3 separate regions of the Mus musculus genome follow, and all the other regions are linked to region 2. The links are chromatin contacts, called in public Hi-C and HiChIP or PLAC-seq maps. All regions are on one chromosome and are shown on one strand. The core of a region is the stretch at or near the end of the contact, and the rest is flanking DNA. Distances in the headings are between cores, read along the strand shown. Region 1 overlaps Nfe2l2 (nuclear factor, erythroid derived 2, like 2). Region 2 overlaps Pde11a (phosphodiesterase 11A). Region 3 overlaps Gm50595.

Evidence for each region. A called contact is a pair of places that touch in the nucleus more often than the background predicts. HiChIP or PLAC-seq counts read pairs in DNA pulled down with a chosen protein or histone mark.
Region 1: an H3K27ac HiChIP or PLAC-seq map of embryonic stem cells shows a contact between it and region 2, with 15 read pairs. The contact joins two enhancer-like sites. A contact is called at or near these places in 6 of 39 promoter capture datasets (the 3T3-L1 cell line, 3T3-L1-derived adipocytes, embryonic stem cells and 3 more), 17 of 484 Hi-C or Micro-C datasets (the HL-1 cell line, the HPC-7 cell line, brown adipocytes and 4 more), 5 of 115 datasets of contacts at active chromatin or transcription factors (embryonic hindbrain, embryonic limb bud and embryonic stem cells) and 1 of 9 other capture datasets (embryonic stem cells).
Region 3: a Hi-C map of uterus shows a contact between it and region 2, with 4 times the contacts expected there. The contact joins two enhancer-like sites. A contact is called at or near these places in 3 of 39 promoter capture datasets (the 3T3-L1 cell line, embryonic stem cells and hippocampal neurons), 2 of 15 datasets of contacts at CTCF or cohesin (embryonic stem cells and stem cell-derived epiblast-like cells), 85 of 484 Hi-C or Micro-C datasets (the 3T3-L1 cell line, 3T3-L1-derived adipocytes, the AtT-20 cell line and 43 more), 20 of 115 datasets of contacts at active chromatin or transcription factors (T-cell acute lymphoblastic leukemia, acute myeloid leukemia, astrocytes and 11 more) and 1 of 9 other capture datasets (embryonic stem cells).

The regions. Positions count from the first base shown.
Region 1 is chr2:75,681,881-75,685,146 of GRCm38.p6, reverse strand. The region is part of intron 1 of Nfe2l2 (nuclear factor, erythroid derived 2, like 2); the gene reads left to right. Among named protein-coding and RNA genes, the nearest start is that of Nfe2l2, 21 kb to the left of the region's middle. Within about 2 kb of position 1,641, at least 238 of the 459 cell types and tissues checked have an H3K27ac peak or open chromatin away from gene starts, as enhancers often do. A contact at or near this core is called in the HPC-7 cell line, cerebral cortex, embryonic stem cells and 1 more, where this site is marked.
Region 2 is chr2:76,068,293-76,071,727 of GRCm38.p6, reverse strand. The region is part of intron 12 of Pde11a (phosphodiesterase 11A); the gene reads left to right. Among named protein-coding and RNA genes, the nearest start is that of Gm52518, 33 kb to the right of the region's middle. Within about 2 kb of position 1,462, at least 252 of the 459 cell types and tissues checked have an H3K27ac peak or open chromatin away from gene starts, as enhancers often do. A contact at or near this core is called in the HPC-7 cell line, cerebral cortex, embryonic stem cells and 3 more, where this site is marked.
Region 3 is chr2:75,588,884-75,592,322 of GRCm38.p6, reverse strand. The region is part of intron 2 of Gm50595; the gene reads left to right. Among named protein-coding and RNA genes, the nearest start is that of Gm39853, 23 kb to the left of the region's middle. Within about 2 kb of position 1,947, at least 17 of the 459 cell types and tissues checked have an H3K27ac peak or open chromatin away from gene starts, as enhancers often do. A contact at or near this core is called in stem cell-derived motor neurons and uterus, where this site is marked.

The DNA of each region.
Region 1 (3,266 bases), core at 392-2,891, 390 kb after region 2:
TAGCAGAAAGAATTAGAAAATTAATCCGTGAAAACCAAAAGAACTTGGTGTGGGGCTGACTACAGTGAGCCATAGGCCTGTCTTCTGCCTTTGGAGTCTTTGTTGAAAAGCAGATGGCATTATATTGTCTACCATGTAATGCAGTGTGGGACAGGAACCTTCGAGAAGTAAATGGGCAAATATTTAGAAATGCAACAGTCATAAGTAAGATAGATTTAAAAGACACATCTGCCTGGAGTCATTTATTACTACAAGTAATACTGCAGGTATTAATAAATAAAGTGTTTATTTATTAGGCAGTAAGACCACAGAGTAGGGCTTTGTAAATGAAGGTTAATTATGCAGCTGGTTATTCAACTGTTAAGGTTTGGGCATTCCTTCAGTGCACTCACAGACGCTGCCAGCCCTCCCCTGGGTGACTTTCAGACTGTAGAACATGAGTCTTGTTTTCTATCTGGTTTTATTCAAAAATACTTAGGCATTGTCTGTTGACAGGGGAGCTAAACCAGGTTTACTTTCTAGGTGAATAATATATATTCAGCTGGGCATCATAGGAGATATAGGATGGGCACTGTAGCCAAGTGTTCTTCACTCTCGATGTTCTAGTAACGAATGTGTGCATGAAGAAGAGAATGCCGAGAAGCAAAGGGTAAACTAAGGTGGGTATTTGGGGTGTGCGTACACCTTATGCAACCCCAGCATTTGGGAGCTTGAGTGAGGAGGAGGAGGATGCATCTGAGGTCAGCCTGACCTCCATAGTGAGATCCCTAATAAAAGGGGGTGGGGGGAGAACAAGCTTTCCTATAGAGTTAGGAGTAAAGACCCATTTTATTCTGTGCTAAATGACAAGTACAGTTTCTTATTGTTAGCGGCTTGTTGAGCTACTGTTTTTGTGGTAGTTGAAAGATGGCATAGTGGGTAAAGGTGCCTGCTCCCAACCTGATGATGGCCTTAGTGCCTGAGACACACATGGTAGAGGGAGAGAAACAGCTCCTGCAGGCTGCCCTCTGACCTCTATTTATACTCTGTGGCACATGTGTCTGGTTCCCACCCCTCCTGCTACCACCCCAATAAAAAGTAATAAAAATCCGTACTTTAAGATACAATTTTGCCGGGCGTGGTGGCGCACGCCTTTAATCCCAGCACTCGGGAGTCAGAGGCAGGTGGATTTCTGAGTTCGAGGCCAGCCTGGTCTACAAAGTGAGGTCCAGGACAGCCAGGTCTATACAGAGAAACCCTGTCTCGAAAAAAAACCAAAAAAAAAAAAAAAAAAAAAAAGATACAATTTTTAATTTCAATAATATGCCAAGGTCTCAGTTTACTGAAGAACTTTATTGTAGGGTGGGAATCATTTTAAAATCTTTTGCTAAATGTTTGTTCAAAGACTGGCTTGAAATATAATATGGCTTCAGTGTTCAAGGTCTCTGTTTATCCTTGTGCAGAGATGTTTATTTCAAAATGCCCTGACTTTGTTGTCAAACTGTACCCTTCCACGAGGCCTGTGATGGATTACCCAGACAGCAAATAATTATTACACATTTTGAATCTAACTTTTTGTTGGAGCAGATGGTGGTAGAACATGAATTGTCCAACATTCTGCTTCCTTCTGTCTCTTGCGTAAGCTAAGTTTGTAGTGGAACTTGGAGCACACTCAGGAATCCGTAAGTGGCAGGCAGCATTTGCCCCGTACACCACGAGGCTCACCCTGGCACTTAGGTTACCTACCCTTGGGCAGCTTTTTCCAGTCTAAGAAAATATCTGTTGGAGTGCTGTGCTAGCTGTTGTCTGCTTTCGGGTCGTCGTCCCCCCGTCCCCCAGACTGTTTATGTGGCCTTCCCTCCTGGGAGACCCACACGGTCAGGGTCGGACAGCTAGCTGCTTTTCAGAACTTTGGCAAGAGCAGTGTTAGTCCTCCTTAGATGCTTCTCTTCCCCGCTGTCTGCTGTCTTGTTCTTGCTTGTTAGGGGCTCCACCCTAGCATTTCCTCTGAGATGCTGTTCAGGTTTCACAAAGCAGTGGTTCGGGGATAGGTCTTTGTGGTGTAAGTCATGCGCCAGTCACGGGGTTCCTTACAGGAAATGCTGAGTGCTTTGTTCATTGCAGAAAATAGCACTTGTGCTGTGGGCCTCCCAGGCAGTGCTTTGGGTTAACAGACTTGTGTACAGTATTTCTTCCCAGGGTAATGCTTTGACTGTTTCATACAGTCTCATCCAGTCTCTGAAGCTAGGTCATTGTGACACACACTTGTAATCCAAGCTTTGGAAAGCTGGGGCAGGAGGATTGCTGTGAGCTCGAATCCATCTTGGGCTTCAGTATGAAATTTTGTCTTAAGAGGTGGGAAAAGGGGGGCTGGAGAGATGGCTCAGAGGTTAAGAGCACTGGCTGCTCTTCCAGAGGTCCTGAGTTCAATTCCCAGCAACATGGTGGCTCACAACCATCTACAATGGGATCTGATGCCTTCTTCTGGTGTGTCTGAAGACAACTACAGTGTACTCATACATGACATGAATTTTTAAAAAAACAAAAAAAAAAAAGAGGGAAAAAAGGGGGCTGGAGAGGTGGCTTAGCAGTTAAGAGCACTGCCTGCTCTTCCAGAGGTCCTGTGTTCAATTCCCAGCAACCACAAGGTGGTTCACAACCATCTGTAACGGGGTCTGATGCCACCTTCTGGTGTGTCTGAAGAGAACAATGGTGTACTCATATACATAAAGTAAATTTAAAAATCTTTAAAAAAAAAAAAAAAAGGCGGGGGAGAGGTGGGGGAAGCAAGTGCAAGGCCCTGGGTTTGGTCATCACCTCTGAAGAAAAAATTACAAAAGATAAAGTGTGCCATGCTCTTGGGCTGGCAAGATGGCTCAGTAAGAGCACTGACTGCTCTTCTGAAGTTCCTAAGTTCAAATCCCAGCAACCACATAGTGACTCACAGCCACCCATAATGAGATCTGACGCCCTCTTTTGGTACATCTGAAGACAGCGACAGTGTACTTCTGTATAATAATAAATAAATCTTGGGCCAGAGCAAACAGGGACTGAGCGAGCGGGGTTGGCCGGAGTGAGCAGAGGTCCTAAAAATTCAATTCCCAACAACCACATGAAGGCTCACAACCACCTGTACAGCTACAGTGTACTCATACACATAAAATAAATAGATAAATCTTAAAAAAAAAAAAGAGGGAAAAAATCAAATTTCAGACATTTTCCTTCTGAAACTTGTGTGGAAATCTAAAACAGCAAAATGTGTTGGGCACAGGAAGAAACTCACTGTT
Region 2 (3,435 bases), core at 213-2,712:
ACTTTCCTTGAACCTTTGATGAGTGCTGGTCGTTGTATGGTTGGGAAGCTCAGCAGGTGGGTGGGGCTATTCATTGTTTTTCTGCTTTGTCAACTTGCATAGTCATTTCAGGTACTAGGAAAGCTAGTTTTCAGGGCTGAGGCTTCCAGGTCAGTTCTAGCTTTATTCCTGCAACGACTATATCTGACGTATGTAGCATCTCTAGGAACAGGCCTTGCCTGCAAGTTCTGAGAGGCAACCACTAGCTACAGCAATAAGCTGTGTTATTTTGGAAGTTTCTTCCAACTCTCTTGACCAACAAATCTAGAGAAAGTTTTCCCTGCCTGTCTAGCATTGGGTGTTTTGTTAGATAGTCTAAAGCTCCTGAGAGAATAGTATCACTCCCAAGTGTCACTTCATTTAAACTGTATAGATACATATACACACACACACACATGTTGCATATTTGTGTGTTTTAAGAAACATAAAAATGTTTCCCTACAATTTTTTTCAAACACCCTTAATGCTATGTATCCCTCCTCCCTCCCTCTCCCTCTGTGCGTCTCTCCCTCCCCTCTTCCCAGTTAAACCCCCCATCTCCTCGTTTCTATGTACACAGCATCTGTGTTCCACAGCATCCGCTCTCCAGACCTCCACCCCTCCCCACAACCCCAGTTTCCCTTCCTCAATTCTGTGGTCACATTAGGTTGAACTTTTGATCATCTTGCCTCTGCTTCTCAAGTTACCACCAGCCAACAGGAAGAAAGGCAGGGAGGGAGGGAGCAAAGGAGGGAGGGAAGGAGAGAGGAAGGGAGGGAGGGACAGAAAAAGAGAAGGAAGAAAGGAGGGAGGGAAGGAAGGAAGGAAAGAAGGAAGGAAATTTTTGACTGAAAGGACGCCCGATGTGTGCTGGAATTTCCTCTAGATGGCGCTCCAAGGCAAAGTTTCCCAACCAATCCGGAGGCGGGGTGTTGGGGGGGGGGGGGGAGGAAGCAGTGAGCGGTCAAACCTTGACCAACCTTCCTTGAAAGTGCTTCTTTTCTTCTGGCGCGACAGATTCAGGCCAGTGCAAAAATAAATGTTTTCTTTAAAATATTCACCAACAAAGCCGGTCTGTCGGAACAGAGCCCCTTCTATGAAGATGGGCCTGTTTTATGACTGTGCGTTAGCAAGAAGAATCCTGCCTCCTCCACGTGACTTGAAATTTGATCGCGCATTTTCCTAACCCCATTGTCTAGGAGAAGGGGGAAGTTGCGCAGCTGGGCACTGCTGAACGGGTTTGGAACCACAAACTTCTGGACACTCACATGCATATTTGCACCAACTTCCTAGCTTTTATCTCTAAAATTATTTCACACAGAGAAAATAAGATTATTCACTCAAAATGGTTTGCAACAGCATCCAGCCTCATGTTTAGGAAACCAAATAACTTTAGCTCCTTAGAAATCAAAGGAAACAAAGGGGAAGTTTATAGCACGAGCAGTTTTATTCAGACGTGGGTGGATATTTCATTCACCCAGAAACCCATTGATCGATTATTGATTTGTTCCATGCACCTCGCTGGAAATTTTTTTAAAATTGCGGAATCAAAGCTTCAAGGTTACCTTTTATTTGAAGGAAATACCTATATAGTTAATTTTTTTTCCTGAGCTTTGCCTTCCTCTAATAAATATACTAGATAATGCTTTCATCAACCATGGCTAGACAGAGACTAAAAACCTATATACCAATGGTATCTATACAAATTCTCATTGTTTATGTAAGGAGAAAGGAATGCTAGCCCGTTGTGCACATGTGTAATGAAAGATTATGACCAGGGCTCCTGTACTGACAGGGTAAACCAGATATAGGAATGGATTTTTTTTTTTTTTGCTTGTATTCTGTAGACTAAAAGGCGTGCCTTGATGTCTAAGTTACAGACATACTTTTTGTTTGCATTATAAATGGTGTGTACTCTGACAGATTTTCCAAGGGGAACAGAAAGGGTCCTTAAGAGTCAGGATTCTTTAGTGTCTTATAAATAGACTCTTTATCACCTAGGGCATTGCCCTGCTTCCCGTAGGGCTCAATAAAGATTAATTGAATGAGTGAATTTATCTTAGGGAAATATTATTTGAAGAACTATGTTGCTCAGCGTCCGGGATTTTGGTTTTTGGTTTTTTTTTTTTTAAGCACTATAATGACGAACAACTTTCATTGCTCAAAATCTCGCTCTTATCGCATCACGCTAAGGTTCAGCTAGGGTTCATATAGGATATTATGATCTTGCAGAATTCGCTGGCTGTGAAAAGGGAAGAGCACGTGATCACATTAAAATTTATGGTGGTGCTGGCGGCATGGCGCTGGTGGGGACCGGCAGTTAAACACTAATAATAACCAAGTGTCACGGCACACACATTGACACCTCCTGACATTTACTGGGGATCCTAAATCTTCAGTGTGGAGGTAGTGTTCTTCAGTCCACCTTTGTGTTGTCAACAAGGTTATTTGGGGAGATAGCCACGCCATTTTATCAATAATTCAAGCTGGAGAACAGAAGGGACACTTAGGGGGGAAATCTGTCCCAGCCTCAAGCTGGAGCATCTCACGCGGTCTAGTGACTGACGTTCTCAGATAAGTCCTGATCCTTGAGGTCAAAAAATTTCCCCCAAAAGGAATCTCTCTGGAATACAATTAGAGCTCTTTGTTTGCCCCCTTGGGAAGGACAGAGGCAGCCAGTTGTTAAATAAAACATTTCAGTAGCCAGAACCCGCATCAGGAGACAGAATCAAATTCCTTGTGTCATTGGCAGGTTACAATAAGTTCTGTGACTGGCTGCACTGAAGTAAATGGTAATCATGTCTGAGGTCTCCAAAAAGCATCCTCCCTCGCACCACCTCGCCAGTGTACGTAATCACACTTCCCTTAACAAAACTGCTGTGTTCTGTAGCTTTGCTATAGTAGTAAAATCAAATTTGCACGTTGGAAAAAAAACATTTAAATCTTCACGTAGATGTAACAGAAACATGTGGCAAATTTTGTATTTAGGGAAGGAGTGGTGTTTAATGTTTCTGCAGAACATCAGCTGTGGACCTCATAAATTATCAGTGGAATGGACCAGTTGGAGACAGTGGTTCAGGCAAGTTTAAGGTTCCTGCCCTTCAGTTGTGTGAAATGGCTTTTATTTTTACTCTTTCCACCTGCATCGCAGAGCCTCCATCAGGCACTCCGTGCTTCTAACTGGCTTTCTCTTTATTCACATCTATTTTACAAAAGAAAAAAAGGCAAGGCCACACATAATTAAGAACCTGGTGCGCTAATAACCAAACATACAACGGGGCAGAAGGATCGTCCAATCCATTTCCTCTCACAGGAGAGTAACCTCCATAACTCACTTTAAGCATCACCGTTCGTGAGTTATGGGTCATTCCTCTCCTAGCGAAAATAAATTCTCCCGCACCATGAGCCTGCACTGGG
Region 3 (3,439 bases), core at 698-3,197, 480 kb after region 2:
ATTGACGTGCAGCGTTCACGTAATCACAACAGAGAAGATAGATGAAGTGTTCGGCATCTAAACTCTGGAGCCAGGAGCTGGGCTAGGGTTCCAGCTCGGCTCTATTTCTTATTTCTCGTGTCACTAAGGCTCCTATCTCTCAAGCTTAGGTGTTGTGAGCACCCAGTGGGGCTGCTGAGGACCCAGTACCTGCTGCACAAAGGGCTGGCTTTTCTGGAGCTCCGTAAACGGGCGTTGCTGTTGCTGTGCCTTGGAAGGGATGCTGGCGTGTTTATATTATCCCGACAGGGCTGTCACCTGTGTCAAAGCTGCTCACTCAACATTGAAGAAGCCTTTGAAGGCAGCTGAAGCCAATCAAGGAGATCATGGAGACGAGACAATCAGGAAATCTTTACAAGTGACACTTTTAAAGAAGGTTTAGTCTCCCATGAGTTCAGATCGGTCTGAGGAACTTCCTAGGGACTGTGATTTGAATGAGGTCTTATACAACTTGGCTAAGAAAAAAAAAAATGAAGTGCTTTCATCCAGGAAATAATGTGCAGAAAAAGAGGAGAAACAAGAAAGACTTATTTTTTTGGAGTGGGGGGGGTGTTAAAAATCAAATTATTGGCATGACTGTGCATTGCTGAGACTCAAACCCAGGGCCTTCATGCATGCCAGTCAATACGAACCTTCCCCTTTCTCCATAAAGGTAAAAGTAACACAGCATTTTGATATTTGATGTATATGTATATATATCAAATACACACACACACACACACAGACACACACACATGCACACACACACAGACACACACACATGCACACACACACAGACCACACACACACACACACACACACACACACACACGCACACACACACGAATGCACGCACACACAATCTTATTGAAGATAGAGTTTTCATACACTGTATTCTGGTTGTGGTCCCCTCCCTCTCTATTTCTCTCAGTTTTCCCCTCCCCTCTCCTCCCCTCCCACTGAGGTCCACTCCCTTTCTGTCTTTCCTTAGAAAACAAACAGGCTTCTAAGGGATAATAATAAAATATAATGAGATAAAACAAAAACAAATCAGAATCTAACAAAACAAACAAACAGAAGGCACAAGAACTCAAGAAAAGGCACAAGAATCAGCTGCAGACAAAGAGACTCACTTCTTGGCACACCCATAAAACCGCAAACCTGGAATCCATGGTGTATACACAAAACCTATAAAGTAAAACTAATTGTAATAAAATAACAGTAACTTTTTCTTGCACCACCACTACCCGGTGTATTTATTTATTTATTTTAATAAAAAAGCTCTGACGTAAGGAGTTAGGAGACAAGGAACCTTAAAGTCACCACTGGGTTCCTTTTCAGTCGGCCTCTCCTGTTGGGCACTGCAGCCTGCCCTTAAGAGTGGTTTGTTTCTCCAGTGAGACTTCCTTGGAGAAAACAAAATTTTCATTTCCAAGTGGTTATAGATTGGAGAGAGTTTCTGGATTAGCACTGTGGAGTGTGTCCTCTCCTCCTTTCATCTGCATCTGGTGCAGGACACCCCCCCCCCCCCGCCCCGCCCCGCGTGCTACCTCCATCTCTGGGAGTTCATATGTGCACCAGTCCTGTTGTGTTTAAAAGTCTTGTTTCCTTGGTATCTTCCACCCCTCTGGCTCTTTTTGCCTCCTCTTCCCCTCCGGGTTTCCTGAGCCCCAAAGGAAGGGCTGAATAATATTTATATTTGAAAAGACAGTCTTGAAGCTTTTGTGAGTTAATGCATTTGACACTTTCTTTTAAAATATGTCCCCTTCCTCGTCGGTTTGACTATAGTATGAAGAAAAGTGTATTTATTGGCGAACTATAGGGGTTGCAGATTTTTATATAACCCACCATGTCTTGATGACACCCCAGGCAGATCGTGTCCACTAGGTGGCGCGCATGGGCCTTCGCTGTAATGCTGTGGGTTTTCTAAACCAGGCTAGGGAGCGCTGTGCTATCCCTGGTGAGGCAGCTTGCCCAAGACCAACTCCAAATGCCTTAAGCCTGGGGTTCCCACAGCTGCAGCTTGCAGCCTGATCAACCTCAAACCGCAGGCTGCAAAACCAGAAGCCCCTGAAGCGGCTTCAAACCAAAACACTGAGGTGGACAATGCCATGGCTATTTAGAGGAAAGGGATAAAGACACGAGGGGAGCATTAAAAAGAACGAGATCCTTCTGCACTGGTTTTCATGACAGTATAATTTTCTCTCATGTTGTAAGGTTGAGCACAACGTGAAATCGAGGCTAGATTCTGATGCAGATTTCAGAGTGGGAGGGGAAGGCATTTTGTTTTTCTTTAGGAGAGCGCCAGCTGATTCCCTTTATTTTCCAGATGAAACGCTGACGGCTTTGTCATAGTTTTATCCTTTATTACTGGTCTAAAAAGGGACAGGTGTCTTCCTTCCAATCCGAAGCAGCAAGTAATGGCTTTGGCATCATTTCTTTGCCTCTTTTAAGTTTATGGAAACCCATTTCTCATTGTTAGGCTAAAGATGCAGATCAGAACGGAGGAGCCTGATTCTTGTCACAGGAAGGCTGCTTCTCAGGCGATTAGAAAGCAGCAGCCGGGAGTCTTGACAGGAACGCGTGACAGATAGCTATGGCAACGCAGTTACAGACCCCGCACGCAGGGCCTCCAAAGCCCTGGGTTACCCCGCACGCACGCGTACAACTCTGCTTAGGAGCAACCCTGAGACCGGTTCTACGCGTTTCTGCAAAGCTTGCCTGTGCTGGTTTATCTGAGCTGGCTGAAGGCGGTGGGGGAACACGAGGCCTTTTTCCTGTAGTGTAGCTCAATGCAGCAGCATCTCTGTCTTGGGTTCAAGGGTACCCCGATTCTGTAATTACAGATCGGCAAGCTCATTTTGATTTCGGCCAAAATAACTCTTAAAAAATTTAAAGGTATCTTTGTGTGTCTGGTGTTTTGCCTGCACCATATCCTGAGCACAAAATAAGATTTTTTTAAAAGTCAAATTTATAGTTCCTGTAAAATAATAATAAAAGTACCTTTTTTTGTACTTGCCCAGGGTTCTTATGTATGTAATCCTCTTTTTATGGTGCTGATGGCAGGCTTTCAATGGATTTCTTAAGATCTCTTCCAATGGTATATAATCTTGGTTCAGAAATATGCATTAGTTCAACAAACCCAGACAGAAAAGTAATTAGGGGTGTATGGAAATAGTGGAGTAGGGACAGAGTGATTCTTTTAAAATGGGCTTTCCTAATAATTTCGTTTACTTAAAGAAAGGTGGGTGAACTATCTGCATTTCTGGAAGGCGTGTTGCCTCTTATTCAACCTGTGCTTATTGTTTCAAAAGACAGGAATTAACAAGCAGAAATAAAGCACCTTTTCTACAGCAAAACATTTAATTTTACTTACTAAAATGTTAGATTTCAATACAGACCCAGGAGCCAGCAATGTCTG